Regions from separate parts of the Mus musculus genome. Here region 1 is linked to region 2. Evidence: chromatin contacts called from public HiChIP or PLAC-seq data. All regions are on one chromosome and are shown on one strand. The core of a region is the stretch at or near the end of the contact, and the rest is flanking DNA. Distances in the headings are between cores, read along the strand shown.

The links. HiChIP or PLAC-seq counts read pairs in DNA pulled down with a chosen protein or histone mark.
Region 1: an H3K27ac HiChIP or PLAC-seq map of differentiating embryonic stem cells shows a contact between it and region 2, with 2.7 times the contacts expected there. The contact joins the promoter of Meg3 here to the enhancer-like site in region 2. A contact is called at or near these places in 2 of 39 promoter capture datasets (embryonic stem cells and stem cell-derived epiblast-like cells), 3 of 15 datasets of contacts at CTCF or cohesin (embryonic stem cells and stem cell-derived epiblast-like cells), 21 of 484 Hi-C or Micro-C datasets (the HPC-7 cell line, the N1E-115 cell line, cortical neurons and 3 more), 15 of 115 datasets of contacts at active chromatin or transcription factors (cardiomyocytes, differentiating embryonic stem cells, embryonic stem cells and 3 more) and 1 of 9 other capture datasets (embryonic stem cells).

Annotation. Positions count from the first base shown.
Region 1 is chr12:109,537,076-109,543,276 of GRCm38.p6, forward strand. It overlaps Meg3 (maternally expressed 3), which reads left to right and starts at 3,921. Exons shown (of 10, transcript NR_027652.1): 1 at 3,921-4,024. Gm34081 (a long non-coding RNA gene) reads right to left here and starts at 3,074. Exons shown (of 8, transcript XR_003950134.1): 1 at 2,538-3,074.
Region 2 is chr12:109,498,213-109,505,221 of GRCm38.p6, forward strand. All of the region lies in intron 7 of Gm34081 (a long non-coding RNA gene), which reads right to left. Among named protein-coding and RNA genes, the nearest start is that of Gm34017, 7.8 kb to the right of the region's middle. Within about 2 kb of position 2,094, at least 15 of the 459 cell types and tissues checked have an H3K27ac peak or open chromatin away from gene starts, as enhancers often do. A contact at or near this core is called in differentiating embryonic stem cells, where this site is marked.

The DNA of each region.
Region 1 (6,201 bases), core at 2,671-5,170, 41 kb after region 2:
GTCTATGCTTGATAGGAAGGGGTTAGGAAACATGTGGCTCAGAGATGTTGATATCTGGAGGACAGTGACGTTTACGGGAACTCTGAAAATGCTATTCTGGACAGCATTTAATTGCTATTTTACAATAGCCCTCAGCATGGTTTTACAAGGGCATTATTCTATGTGTGTTAGGAAGGGGTTCGGAAGCATGTGTCCCAGAGATATCTGGGCATCTGGATATCTGGAGGACAGTGACGTTTAGAGGAACTCTGGCTGCACTTTTCCGGGTGGCACTTAATTGCTATTTTACAATGGCTCCCAACATAGTTTTACAAGGGCATTATTCTAGGTGTGTTAGGAAGGGGTTGGGAGGCATGTGTCCCAGAGATATCTGGACATCTGGAGGACAATGACGTCTAGGGGAACTCTGGAAGGGCTATTCTGAGCGGGCAGCATTTATATGCTGTTTTACAATAGCTGTCAGGATGGTTTTACAAGAGTACATTGTTAACCTATGCTTGGGAAAGGAAAAAAGACCTTGCGTTCACTCCCTAGCTGAATCTGAGGATATCTGTATATTTGACCACAAATATGTACATGAGCTAAGAGGCTGCTCATGTAGCTTTATTTTTTAATTTTATATTTTTGGACAAGGTCTTACTATGTCTTGGCTGGCCTTGAACTCTAAGATTTATCTGTCTCTGCTGGGATTAGAGACTCAGGCTGCCACACCCAGGTCACACAGCTTTTTGAGTTCCTAAATACAAATTTTAAAAAACCAAAAAATGAATAGATAAATAAAAACCCTGTTAGAAATTCCAAAAGCCAAGATGGGGGAATTGTAAGACTGAGGTTAGCCTGGACTATAATGAATCCGAGGCTGGCCTGGGGTACCCTGTCTTTTTTTTTTTTTTAATTAGGTATTTTCCTCATTTACATTTTTTTGGGGGGGGGTACCCTGTCTTAAGAAAATAATTAAAAAGAAGGAAAAAAATCTATATACCATGAGTTAGATCTCCAGGGAAGAGGAGGCGGAGAAGGCTAGGCAAGCCACTGGTCTGGAAATCTGGCTGCTCTCCAGCCTGCAGGAGAGCCACGTTGTAACACTCAGAGAGAAAGTACTCTTTCTCAAATGTGGACCTGTTCTCCTGTTTTCCTTCATAGACACCAATCTGAGCCTTCACAGATCCATTTTGAGTAGGGCTACCTACTAGCATTGCCCAGACAGAGAAACAGATCCCATCCAAACATTAGCATAGGTTTGGCTTCTTCCAGAATTTCTCCCACTGCTTTGGACCACTAAATATTTTAAAAATTAGGTTCTGAGCTCCAGAGAAGCTGACAAACACATTTAAGCATATGGATTATTTTTTTAATTGTCGTTAAACGGTAAGACTTAGTAGAGATTCGTTTACAGCATTCTCTGGTGCCCCCCGTTACCCCATCCTTATTTTTGCCTTTATTTTAGGAAGCCAGAAGGACAAACATGTTGCCATGGAGTTCTGTTTAAAATAAAATAAAATACAATGGAAAGAAAAGCTGCAAGATGAAGTAACCACATGGACTACAAAATACACCTGATACTAATTACTGTCATGAAGAATGTTCTGGAAGACATTTGACTCGCCTGATGTATACATTCAAATCAAGCAAAGCAGGACTGGAAGGCTCCCTGGGGACTCTCCTGTCCAACTCTTTCCTTTTTCCAGATGAGGAAATAGGGGCCCAGACTGGGGAAGGGCCTGGACCTTGGCCTACCAGCTGGGAGGGAACAGGGCTGAGATTCCAACCACTGCGCAGTTTGTCAGAAACACATAGCTTCCAGGGTCTGTTACCTTGGCCTGTCAGTAAAGGCTTTGAAGCTGAGGGATACGGTTTGCTGCCAGGAACAGGCTTAGGAGCAAGAGGCCCAGGGGGGAAAAAAATGCAAAGGCTGACTTTGCTGTGGAGGCCCTCCTTCTCTCAAGGACACAGGGCTTGGAGCCCAGAGAATGGCTGTTGGGTGTCTGAGGGTCCTGTCAGTGCTTGCCAGAGGCTCACACCAGGCTCCAGCTCACGTTCTTTTGGGGGCTGCAATGCTGACAGCCTTCAGGGACCCCTAGTACATGGCTACTGATGCTCTCTAGTGGCCGCTGCAATCCCACTCGTCGTGGGCCACGAACATGAGCCTCCATGACAATGCGCACCCCTTGCCTCTGCCCCCAGAGGCTAGCAACTGGGCCTTCTGGTGTCTGATTGGCCACAGGGGCTTGACGACAGGGTCTCCTTGCTGATGATTGGCCCCAGCCAGCTCTGGCTGTTTCCTAGCTAATAATACTGTGGGTTAATAAATGTCTCCTGTTGACTATGGTGCTGGGAGCCATGTTTTTTGCTGCATAATGACGTCTGTGGCTGGAGAAGGCCTCTTTAGCTTGTCAGGGGCCTTCTTTTGGGGGGCTCTTTGCAAAAATGGGGTGTTTTCTTTCTCTCCCAGTATCTGACACATTCAGAAAGCTCTTTTTGATGCCCCCAAAGCCCTAAACCTTCATTTTCACCCTCCGAAGTGCATCGGTTCCTACCTTAACAACGCCCCCACCCCTGAAAAGGCCTGAGTCACCTCGCCGGCAAGCTGCTGATCGGTAACCCTGGGCTCAGCGGTGGCTTTTCTCAGTGCCTCTCAGCCCCAGGACCCGAGTCACAGTGGCATCCTAGGCTTGCTGGCCATAGGGGGCTTACGCGAAAGCAGCTGCAGAGGCGTAAATAAGGCGGCGGCGGGGGGGTGGGGGTGGGGGGCTCTTCCAGCTTCATGTCCTCCACAGGGCCTCTGACTTTCCTTTTAGGGTCTCAATCATTCTCGCTCCTTTTCTGTCACCAGACGCTTCTTCTTTGGACTCACAGTTGCCACCCACCTGTCACCCCAAGATAGATCCTTCGTCCCTTTCAACAGCATTCTGACCTTTTCGAGAGGACATTTGATGGACATGTTGCCCCCTTTGCCACTTAGGGTAGGCAGAGCAGCCGGAGGTACCACCTGTTAAGGATTAGCTCTCCTGTGCCAAGTCTCAGAGCGTCCGCAGCCAGCAGCTACGCACCATAGCAACATGTGTCTGCTTGGGCTGCGGAGAGGGGGGGGCGCCCTTCAAAGTGTGGGGAATCAGCCCGATTTGGGGGTGTACTCTAAGCATTACCACAGGGACCCCATTTTCACTAATTAAGTACTTTTCTTAGGGGGCACAGTTGCGCCTATATTCACAGTACACTCCGGGTTGCTGGGTACCCCTGTAACGGGCAGAAATGGGTCCTTGGGAAAGGGCGGAATAGCGCAAGGTTTTTGGTGCACAGGTTGTATCTTCTGTAAAGCCTGGGACTCAAAATCAAGGTCCTTTTGCCTCAACAATGCCAAATTCCCCGTATCAAGATAGTCCGTCAGAATCGGGGTACCCTATGTGGGGGTGACAGCCTCCAGGCTAACATTTGGGAATCAATTATTTTATCTGGGATTTTTATTAAAAATTTCCAGTGCAATTAGGAAAAAACAACGCTCTCCTTTCCTAAGCCGGAGCCCCTGACTGATGTTCTGAGAAACCCAGGCAAGCCATCTGCCGATCCCCGGTACCCCACCTTTATCCTTGGTCGCCTGAGAACAATCACCAGTTGGGGTTATTTCCCCCCAGTTTCTGTCTACAAATCGCCCTTCCATCCACAACTAGGGCTCATGTAGGGAAAAATCACCAGCGACCACAGGGTGTTGGTCATGGCGGCCAGGGGCACTGCGGCAGATTTTTTTTTCCTTCGTTCTTTGCTGCAGTCTGGGTGCGGCTACAGCAATTTGTCATAGAATCTGGGGGGCTCATTTTTCCGGCCAATCACTTTTAGAGAAATGAGCGCATTGCAGCAGAATGCGCTGACGTCAAAGACCACCCCTTCTGCGCCTTTATATAAACCCCACCCAGCCAGCCCCTAGCACAGAAGACGAAGAGCTGGAATAGAGCTCGCCTCGGCTCTGCTGGCCTTGGCTGCAGCTCTTCCAGAAACCCGGGGCGCCCACAGAAGAATCTCTTACCTGGTGAGTGGTTAGCCATCCTTTGCCTGAAAGGATGTGCAAAAATGAAGACGACATCACTATCTGGCTTCGGCTCCGTCCTCCTGGACATGCCGAAAGGCCAGTGCTGGGGACCTTCTCCCAAAGCCAGCCCCTTAGCCTGGTCCCCAGCATCCAACACGAAATTCTGCAAGGAAAAGAATCCTCAGGCACATTTTTCTCGCGGGTGTGGGGGGGTCCGGTCCACTAGGGCTTTTTTTCTCACTAGTGTGGGCAGCGCGGTAGAGACCCTGATTAAGAAAAGCAGCAATAATGAGATATTCCGCCCCCAAATCCAGTGTATTTTTGTTTCTGGGGTCTAAAAACCTGGTTTTGGTGGCTGAAAGCCCCCCTTAGAATCGCATTAATGGTGAGAGACATGGCGGCGATGCATCATCCCGCAAGCCCCATAAAATGGGGGGGGGGTACCTGAAAAGGGGGGTCTCGAGCCATCTTTTTCTCCTAGCCAGGTTCTCGGCGGAACGTGGGCGTAAGATTTAGAGGTTCATGTTGACCAGCAATTCTGAATCCAGATACTCGGGTTTAGTATAGACCTAACCTCGGGCAAAATATAGTGGGAAAAAAAATGTAACCATTACTAGCCGTTTCCTGACGCAGCTACTTTAACAGCGGAAAGAGAGGGCGTCAAAGGCAAATCTAGCCGGAGACCCCCAGATCACAGAGAAGGCTGCGGAACCGGGGGGCAAAGGCAGAATAGATGTGGGGGGTGGGCTAGGGTAGAAAAAACCCCACGTCCTTGCGTCTCATAGGAAGGAAAAGATAAAATGCAGAAAAGGGGGTGTGTGGAGGTGTGGGGGGTGATCTGAGTGCTGGAAATTTGGAGGCAGGGTTCTTTTTGGCATTGCGCATGATGGCTGCGGCTAGATTCTGACGTGTTGAAGGCTTTTGACTTTTGGTAAATCACCTTTTGCCGTTTCCTTTGTCCCCGTGAAGCCCCCCCTGGCCGCCCCCTCCTCATTCTGGGCTGGCTGGCTGAGGGGGGGGGCAGCCTGAGGGCTGCGACGTGGCAGGTTTCTAGAATGTTCTATTGATGGCCGCAAGAGGGCGCTGGTGGCACTGCGGAATTTTGGGGGGCGGGGTGGGGAGGGAAGAGGAGGTGGCCTTTGTTCTCCTGCAGGAGGGGGTCGGGAGCGAGATGGGTTGCGGGACCATGGGTTCATTTACCTATGGGGAAATGTTAGTAGATACCTGGATTCACTAAGGTGCGCTTGCAGGACTTACAATAGGTCAGAGATGGCGTCATCTGCAGTGGCTGTGTGATTTAGGGTGTCATGGACGCAGATTAATTTATTTTCAGTGATTTGTGTTTTCTGGGGTCTTAGAAAGGTGTGGCTTTTTGAGGAAGAATTGCAAAAAATATTAATTAATTAGGCGTCATCCATAAGGGTCTTGAGAGTTGACGTGGCAAAGGGGGGGCAAGGTTTTGAGGAGAAGGGTGTTAATTGGGTGGGGGGAGGCAGGGTGGTCTGCCTTTATTTTGTCATATAGCTGAAGACCTCAAAAATGAGTGTTCTGTATTAAGAATTGAGTCTTTAAATTTTAATTATGCTTAATTGGATTTACTAATGGTGGGTGGGGGCAGCGTCCTGCTTTTACTTATCAGGAGTAGAATTGTGGTCTGGGGGCAGCCCCTTACTGCAGGGTCTCTTTGGTGCAAGGCGGCTCCTGGATGCCTGTGTGTGTGCTGCGTCATGTCTGGAAAATGGCTCAGGCAGAGGCGATGGGGGTGCATAGCGACCCTTAAAGATGGCTGATGTGGGCTCTGCCCCCCCCCCCCAAGCCTGAAACCTGTTGGGCGCCCTCCCCCCTCCTACGTCAGTCTAGCTCTAGCAGCTGCGTCCTGGCGCCTGTGGGGGTGCCTCAGGTGGTTGGGCTATTGGAGTCTTAGTGAGTGCGGGCCGCGCGCCCCCTAGCGGTCTCTATGTGCAAATGGTTCTTGGCCTGCCAGACTAGCGCTAGAGTTGCGCATGCGCACACAGCTAACACTTGTGACCTGTCAATCAATTCATCTGTACCCCTCCCATTGCTGTCCTCCCCTCCCATTTCTCCTCCTACTTCTCCTCCCATTTCTACTTTCCCTCTTCCCCCTCCCATTTCTGTTTTCCCTCCTCCCCCCTCCCATTTCTTCTCCCTCCTCCCCC
Region 2 (7,009 bases), core at 844-3,343:
CCATGATAGCCCCCCCCCCTTGAGCCCCATCCTTGCACCATGCGTAAAACCCTGCTCACTTTGAGGAGAGTCTGCCCTGGAGTCTCCCCATCTCCCCACATTCTGCTAAGTATCCAGAAGGACAAAAGTCATGAACTTGGCCCATTTGTCCCCTGGGATTGCCATCAGTAGGCCCAAGGAAGGCCACTGCTTCTGTTGGGGGACTCTCTGGCTATGTGTTACCCATCACTCCAGGAACTTCTTTCTGTCACTAACATTTTCAACCATGGAAAACCAATATAACCCCTGGAGGCCCTTTCTGCACCCCTCTAGCTGAGGGTCTACTTAGTATCTATTTTCTCGAAGTGTCTGCTTCCTGGGGAAACCCCAAGAGACAGAGCTACTATGGATTTTTTTTCTTCCCAAGACAGGGTTTCTCGGTGTAGCCCTGGCTGTCCTGGAACTCACTCTATAGACTAGGCTGGCCTCGAACTCAGAAATCTGCCTGCCAAGTGCTGGGATTAAAGGTGTGCGCCACCACTGCCCGGTCCAGTTTTTTTTTTGTTGTTTTTTTGTTTTTTTGTTTTTTTTAAGATAGGGTCTGGCAGAGGTTCGAATGCAGTTTCACTGATAAAATACTTGTGTTTCCTGATAAAGATAAAGGTTTGGTCTCTAGCACATCATAAAGCCAGGTCTGATGGTGTGTGCCTGCAATCCTAGCATTCAGGAGACAGAGGAAAGTGGAGCAGACACTTAAAATCACCTCAGTTGGATAATGAGCTCCAGGACAGCCTTGGATACAGCGACTCTGTCTTTAAATCTAAAAAAATATAAATAAAGAGTCTTACTATGTAGCCTGGGCTGGCCTTCCTGTACTAGGTTATTATTGGTTTTTTTGTTTTTGTTTTTGTTTTTTTTTGTTTGTTTGTTTTTGTTTTGTTTTGTTTTGTTTTTTCGAGACAGGATTTCTCTGTATAGCCCTGGCTGTCCTGGAACTCACTTTGTAGACCAGGCTGGTCTCAAACTCAGAAATCCGCCTGCCTCTGCCTCCCGAGTGCTGGGATTAAAGACGTGCACCACCACTGCCTGGCGTTTAATATTGGTTTTGATGGACTGATGCATGCTTGAAAGAGGGGCTGTGGGCTGGAGAGATAGCTCAGTGGTTAAGAACACTGACTGCTCTTCCAGAGGTCCTGAGTTCAATTCCCAGCAACCACATGATGGCTCACAACCATCTGTAATGGAATCCAATGCCTTCTTCTGGTGTGTCTGAAGACAGCTACAGTGTACTCATATACATAAAATATATAGATATATCTTTTAAAAAAAGGAAGAAAGAAAAAAAGGAAGGAAAGAAAGAGAGAAAGAGAGAGAGAGAGAGAGAGAGAGAGAGAGAGAGAGAGAGAAAGAAAGAAAGAAAGAAAGAAAGAAAGAAAGAAAGAAAGAAAGAAAGAAAGAAAGAAAGAGGGGCTGCACTGCCTACCTCTGTCTACCCGGAGGGATGGGAGTGCCCTGATGGAAGAAGGCGGGGTCAAGAGGGAGCATGGTTCCCATCTGTTTCATGGGAAGAAGCTCCGAACATGCAAGATGGGGCTGGGGCTGGGGCTGGGGCTGGGACCGGGATCAGTGCTACTCTCTGCTGTTTTGGGTGCCCCTGGGACACAAGATGGGCAGGGATAGGGACCTAGGAGGCAAACGGTAATGAGGGGAGAAGTGGGCCTTTCTGGTGAGTATCCAAAGAATCCTGGTGTCCACCCTTTCGAAAGGACTGGGCAGGGTTAATCCCTCAGCCCCAAGTTGGAGCAGCCAGTTTAGGGATCTGGCCCTGTCTGGCTCCAGCCTGGCTGCCCCTTCCTGGGCTGTCAATCTCTCTTGACAGGCTCTAGGATTAGGTTTGCTTGTTCAAACCACCCGCCCGCCCATCTATCCTGGAAAGTATGAGGCCCCAGAATGCCATAACCCAGCCAAGTCACACTGCCAAAACCTTCTGGGCCCATTTAGGCCTGTGGTCTAGGGGCAGAGGTACCATGGCCTGTGAGGTTCTCACTGGGGGCACAGGGGGTGTCCCAAGACCCTTGGGGACCTTCTGGGTCAGACCTCCACACGATGGCAGCACGCTCGCACTGAACCTGCTGGTCTCTGTGGCTGTGCCTGGATCCAGCACCGCCCTGGCCTCTCTGGGCTCTGCTCCTCCCTTCCGGAGGAGATGGTTTCCCGAGTCTCTAATGACTTCTGGGAAGACCCCGACTTCCTCAGTAGTCCACTGTTTCCACAAGGATCTCTTAGGTTTAGGTCTTTTCAGTGTAACCCATCCAAGGGAGAGTGTCATCTAGGTCTGACACAGCTACCCCCGGTCCCCACCCCTACCAACCTCAGGTGGGTAGGAAGAAGTAGACATGAGTGACTGGTGACTGGTGTGCTCTCTACATCACAGACAACCCCTCCAACCCCCTGCTTTGGCTAAAGATGCCATCAGGGGCTATCCATGACACAAGAGTCTTCTGCTTTTTGCTGAAGGGTAGTCTGGGAATCTGAATGAAGGAAAATGGTGGCTTGGTGGCTCTGGATCTTTCTGCTGAGCAGAGATTACCCTGGAAGACAACGTGGAGGGGAAAGCTAAAACTTCACTGTTCCCCAGCCTCCAAACCTGCCTGGAGAACAAACAAGGGCTATCTTATCTTGACCCTTCTTATCTCTTCCTCTCTCCACCAGCTTTGGAATCTTCTCACCCTGTCCCTAACAGTCATGCAGCCCCTCAGCCCACCCTCTTTGTTCTTCGACCTCTGTCCTCTACAGGTTTTCCCTGTCTCCCCCCCCCCCCCCCCAATTCTCTCTCTTGAGCTGTGAGCTTCATTAGATCTCTAAGGACTCTGGTCTATGCCAGAATCCTCTGAAGACTTGGGTTTTTCGTGAGAGGGAACACTTGGCTTTCTGGGTAGGCGTCAGTCTGGATGGACCCAGTGCCTGTTAGGGTTTTGTGAGGCTTAGCGAGTTTCACTGAACATTAACCTAGGCCTGGGCAGCAAAGGCACGTGTGTGTGGACACAGGCTCTGTGTCTCCAGCTAGCAGTGAGTAGAAAGGGTAGAGGTTGCCACAGAGGTCCCAGGATGCAGACCTCCTGATGCCTGCAATCACAGGCATCTTATCAGCACAGGATGTCCCCTGCCATGCCATCAGGTAAAGTCCACCCCTCAAAAGCAGCAAATTCAGCTGGAAGTGACTTTACCCTGGGGACAACGGACAGCAGTGCCTGGAGAGGCTTCAGAGAGTGTGCTTGTTTTAAATTCACCATTATTCCTTTGCTTAATCTATTTTTCCCCCTCTACTTACAGAGCTCTTTAGAATTTTGTAAAAAACCAGCCAAGTACAGGAAAAAAAAAAAAAAAACAACATTCATAAAAACCCTCACTGTGGGTTTACAGTTTCACAGTAGGGCATTTGCCTAGAATGTGCTAGGCTCCAGGTTTGATCCCAGCATGGAAAAACAAACAAAAAACCTCTTTTTCACTACTTTGAGATAACCATTTCTAATAATTTTAGCTTGTTTCCTTCGTAAATATTTTCAAGAATAGTTTCATATATATGTGTTTGTATGTGTGTGTGCATATTTGTGTACTTGCGTGTGTATGTGTGAGTGTGTGTGAGTGTGTGTCTGTGTGTGTGTGAGTGTGTGTGTGTGTGCGCGCGCGCACGCAAGCGTGTTGTAATTGGATTTTCTCTTTCCACCATGGAGTCTGAGGTTGAATTCAGTTAGTCAGGTTTGGCAGAAAGCATTTTTACCCACTGAACCTCCTCACTAGTCCTAATTTTAAATTTTTGTTATAATACAACACACAATTTTATATTGGTTTTTACTTAAGATTTTGCTGCAAGCATTTACCACACACACACACACACACAGTTAGTTTTTTTTAACATATCAAAAGCATTCTTCACTGAAATAATTTAAAGTTATCATTTAATTTTTACTTCTTATTGGATAGATGGGCATGCATATTCTACCTGTGGGTGACTAGCGCACTGCCATCATTTGATAATATCCCATAATGCACAGGCAGCCACTACTACAGAAGATGAAGGCAATGGACTGTCCTCTGGCTGGGTGGCCAGTAAGCCTGTGGGAGTTTTACTCTGCCTGATTTCCTCTTCAGAATTCAGTCTCAAGGATTCATAGTTTCCCCTTGTGACTATCTGGGTGCCTAGTCCGCCTGGGTCCTTGTCTGCCCATGCAGCCCCTACCATTTTTCTGGGTTCATTTTTTTCTTACTATAAAAGGAAATGGCTAGGGTTAGGGTCCTGGAGCTGGGCCCAGCCTGTGACTGCAGACCTCAGCTGTGTGAAGGACATCCATCAAGCAGCAGCAGCCTATGTGGGTGCTGACCTCAGCCCCTAGTCTCGGAAGCTATGTGTGCTGTTGATCCGGGAGCCCTCGTAAGGAATGAGGCTCTCCAGAGCCCACCTGCCTTGTTGGTAACTACCAAGCATAAACAAGATACCAAGGATGTTTAAATGCTGGCTTCTTCTGTTCCAGGAGATACCATACATACATTCAGGCTATTTCAGGATGGCGCAGGCCTTGTAGGAAGATGTGGGGGGGGCTCTCTGCTGATCCAGTTACCACCATGTGCAGAGGCAGCAAATGCCACCATTCCTGCCCAGTGATCTAAGAGGAGTGAGAAAAGACTCTTGATCTACATGTAAAGTATCCTTGTTGCAGGCCCAGGACAGGAATGGAGGGAAGGACTGGGGGGGTGGGGGGGGCGGAGAGGGGTAGGCACAGCTGTTCAGCAGTCTGTAGAGCTGGCTATATCCAAGACAGGCTAGACTCATAGCAACTAGGAAAGTCCCTAAATAGTCAGCAAAATGGAGATAGGGGGGTAGGGGGTGCTGGACCTGGCTTTCAAGGGTCCCCAGAACCAGGCCTGTGTAGACTTCCCTTAGCAGAGAAAGGGTATAAGGAAGCAAAACTTCTACCCCAAGTCCTCTGTGAAAACGTTGAAATGTTTCATGTTGGAGAGTTGTTCAGAGGCAGAGGAGTTTCAGTACCCTCCCTGGCTTTGATGTGCCCCCAGGCCACTATTTCCTTGAGGCTTCCACAGGCTTCTTCCACATTTACAGCTCCCTCAGGTTGCTTCTCATCGGCCCTTGTACGGGGCCTTTCTGTAGGCAGTGTGGTACATGAAGAGGAGCTGGTGGAGGCCCCCTGGGGGCTACAGAATGGCCCGTTCCTGCATGGGTTAGGAGGAAAGTCAGAGCACACTAGGGTCCTTGAGCAGGCATGCTCGATGGGACCCCTTAACTTTCCCTTCGGAATTTCATCTATCCTGAGGGTTCAGCAGGGAAGGCTGTGGAAGAGACAGCCATTGCTGTCTTTCAGTGTTCACTCTCCTATGGAGGAACAGAGCCAGCAGGCAGGGATGGGAAGCCTGGAGTACTCCATCTGTGGTCTGGGGGACCGTATGGCGGAAACATATGTGGGTTAGGTCTACTGGAGATGGGGCTACTCCTGGGTTCACCCCAATCTTCTTTTGTACCCCACCTTCCTACTTGCGGGTCTTTATTCCAAGCTAAGTGGCTGGTGTTTTCTCAACTCTGTATGATCTGGTGTCTTTCTCAATTTCCTGTTAAACATGCCAGTATGTCCATTTTCCTCCTCTTGGCCATGTGAAGCACAGGTAAGAGGTAGCCCTAGACAGACAAGGGTCACGTAGACCTGCCTTGTTCCTCCTGTGTCCCTGCAGCCCAGAGCGAAGCAGCTCTGCGACACCACCCTTCCTTCCCCTTCTGTTTTCAGCTCATATCCCTTAGATCCAGCTGTCCTTTCTGCGACCGTGGGCTTTTCCTTGTCCCCCTCATGTTTCCTTGCCTCCACAGCTTGGTGGTCACTCACAGAGACACAGGCTCCCTCTGGCTTTCCTGCAGTTATTTCCAGGAGATGCACACAGTCAGGGAATAAGCCTTGTCCGTCTCCATCATGAAGGGTCTGCCTTCCTCTCTATACAGAGACAGAGTTGCAGCTATTATTTGTCCATTTTAATTCATTTGGTTGACAGGCATCAGACCTAAATCGGATTTTCAGTCAAGAGAGGAAATTTTCTAAATGTTTCATTTTTGCTCTATTGGCATGCGGCAGAAGCAGCTGTGGGCTCTCCCTCCGCCTCCCACCCCTGGGGAAGACAGCAATTGTCCGAGTGTGACTTGGGGGTGCAGAACACTGCCTGTTTTCCAGGCCCTTGGAATGGCTTGGCTCAGCACATTAAAAAAAAAGATCCTGGCATTTGTGTCCCCTTGAATCTTCCTAAAGTAGCATCTCTGGTGGGCAGTCCTGCCTTGTAAGGCAGGTGGTGGCAAGGGCCAGGAAGTATGTGGTCAGCTGGGGATCCTGGGGACAGTGATAGTCATAAACAGCACAGGGGATTAACTCTGGCCCGCATGGCTTTTGGGAGTTCGGAGGAATGAAGAGATGGCGCCAAGGGAGGGAGAGGTGTTGGTGTGTTTTTCGAATGCTAGGACTATAATTAAGGGGTGAGAAGATTCGTGCTAACCCGTAACCAAGGCTGCAGAAGAAATCATGAAATCTAATAGCCACAGAAGCCTGGATTTGGAACCTCACATATCCCTCACTTTGAAGCTTATTTGAGCGCTCAGCACATTCATCAAAGGGGAGCTGGGGCTCTGACAGTGTCAGGTGGCATGTGTCTGTCTCCTGGTGCCTAAAGTAGCTCTTGGGCACCTTCAAGTCACCTGTTCCAGGACTACCTCAAAAGACACAGAGGGACTTTCCAGAGTCTTATGCGCATGTGTATAGTTGGGGGGGGGGTCTTCATCTTAACAGAGGGCTTTCCAAGGGCATAAGCAAAGGTTCCCCAAAATACATCCATGGTGGAAAGAAATGTTGGGTGTGTGTGCCCAGGGTATGAGGGGCTGGCTGGTCCACACTCAGCAGGGATTAAAATTTAGCCTCAAGATTGTGCCCTGAAGGCCACAGTTCCTACAATAGGTATGGGGCAGTTGCTAGTATCTCTCTAT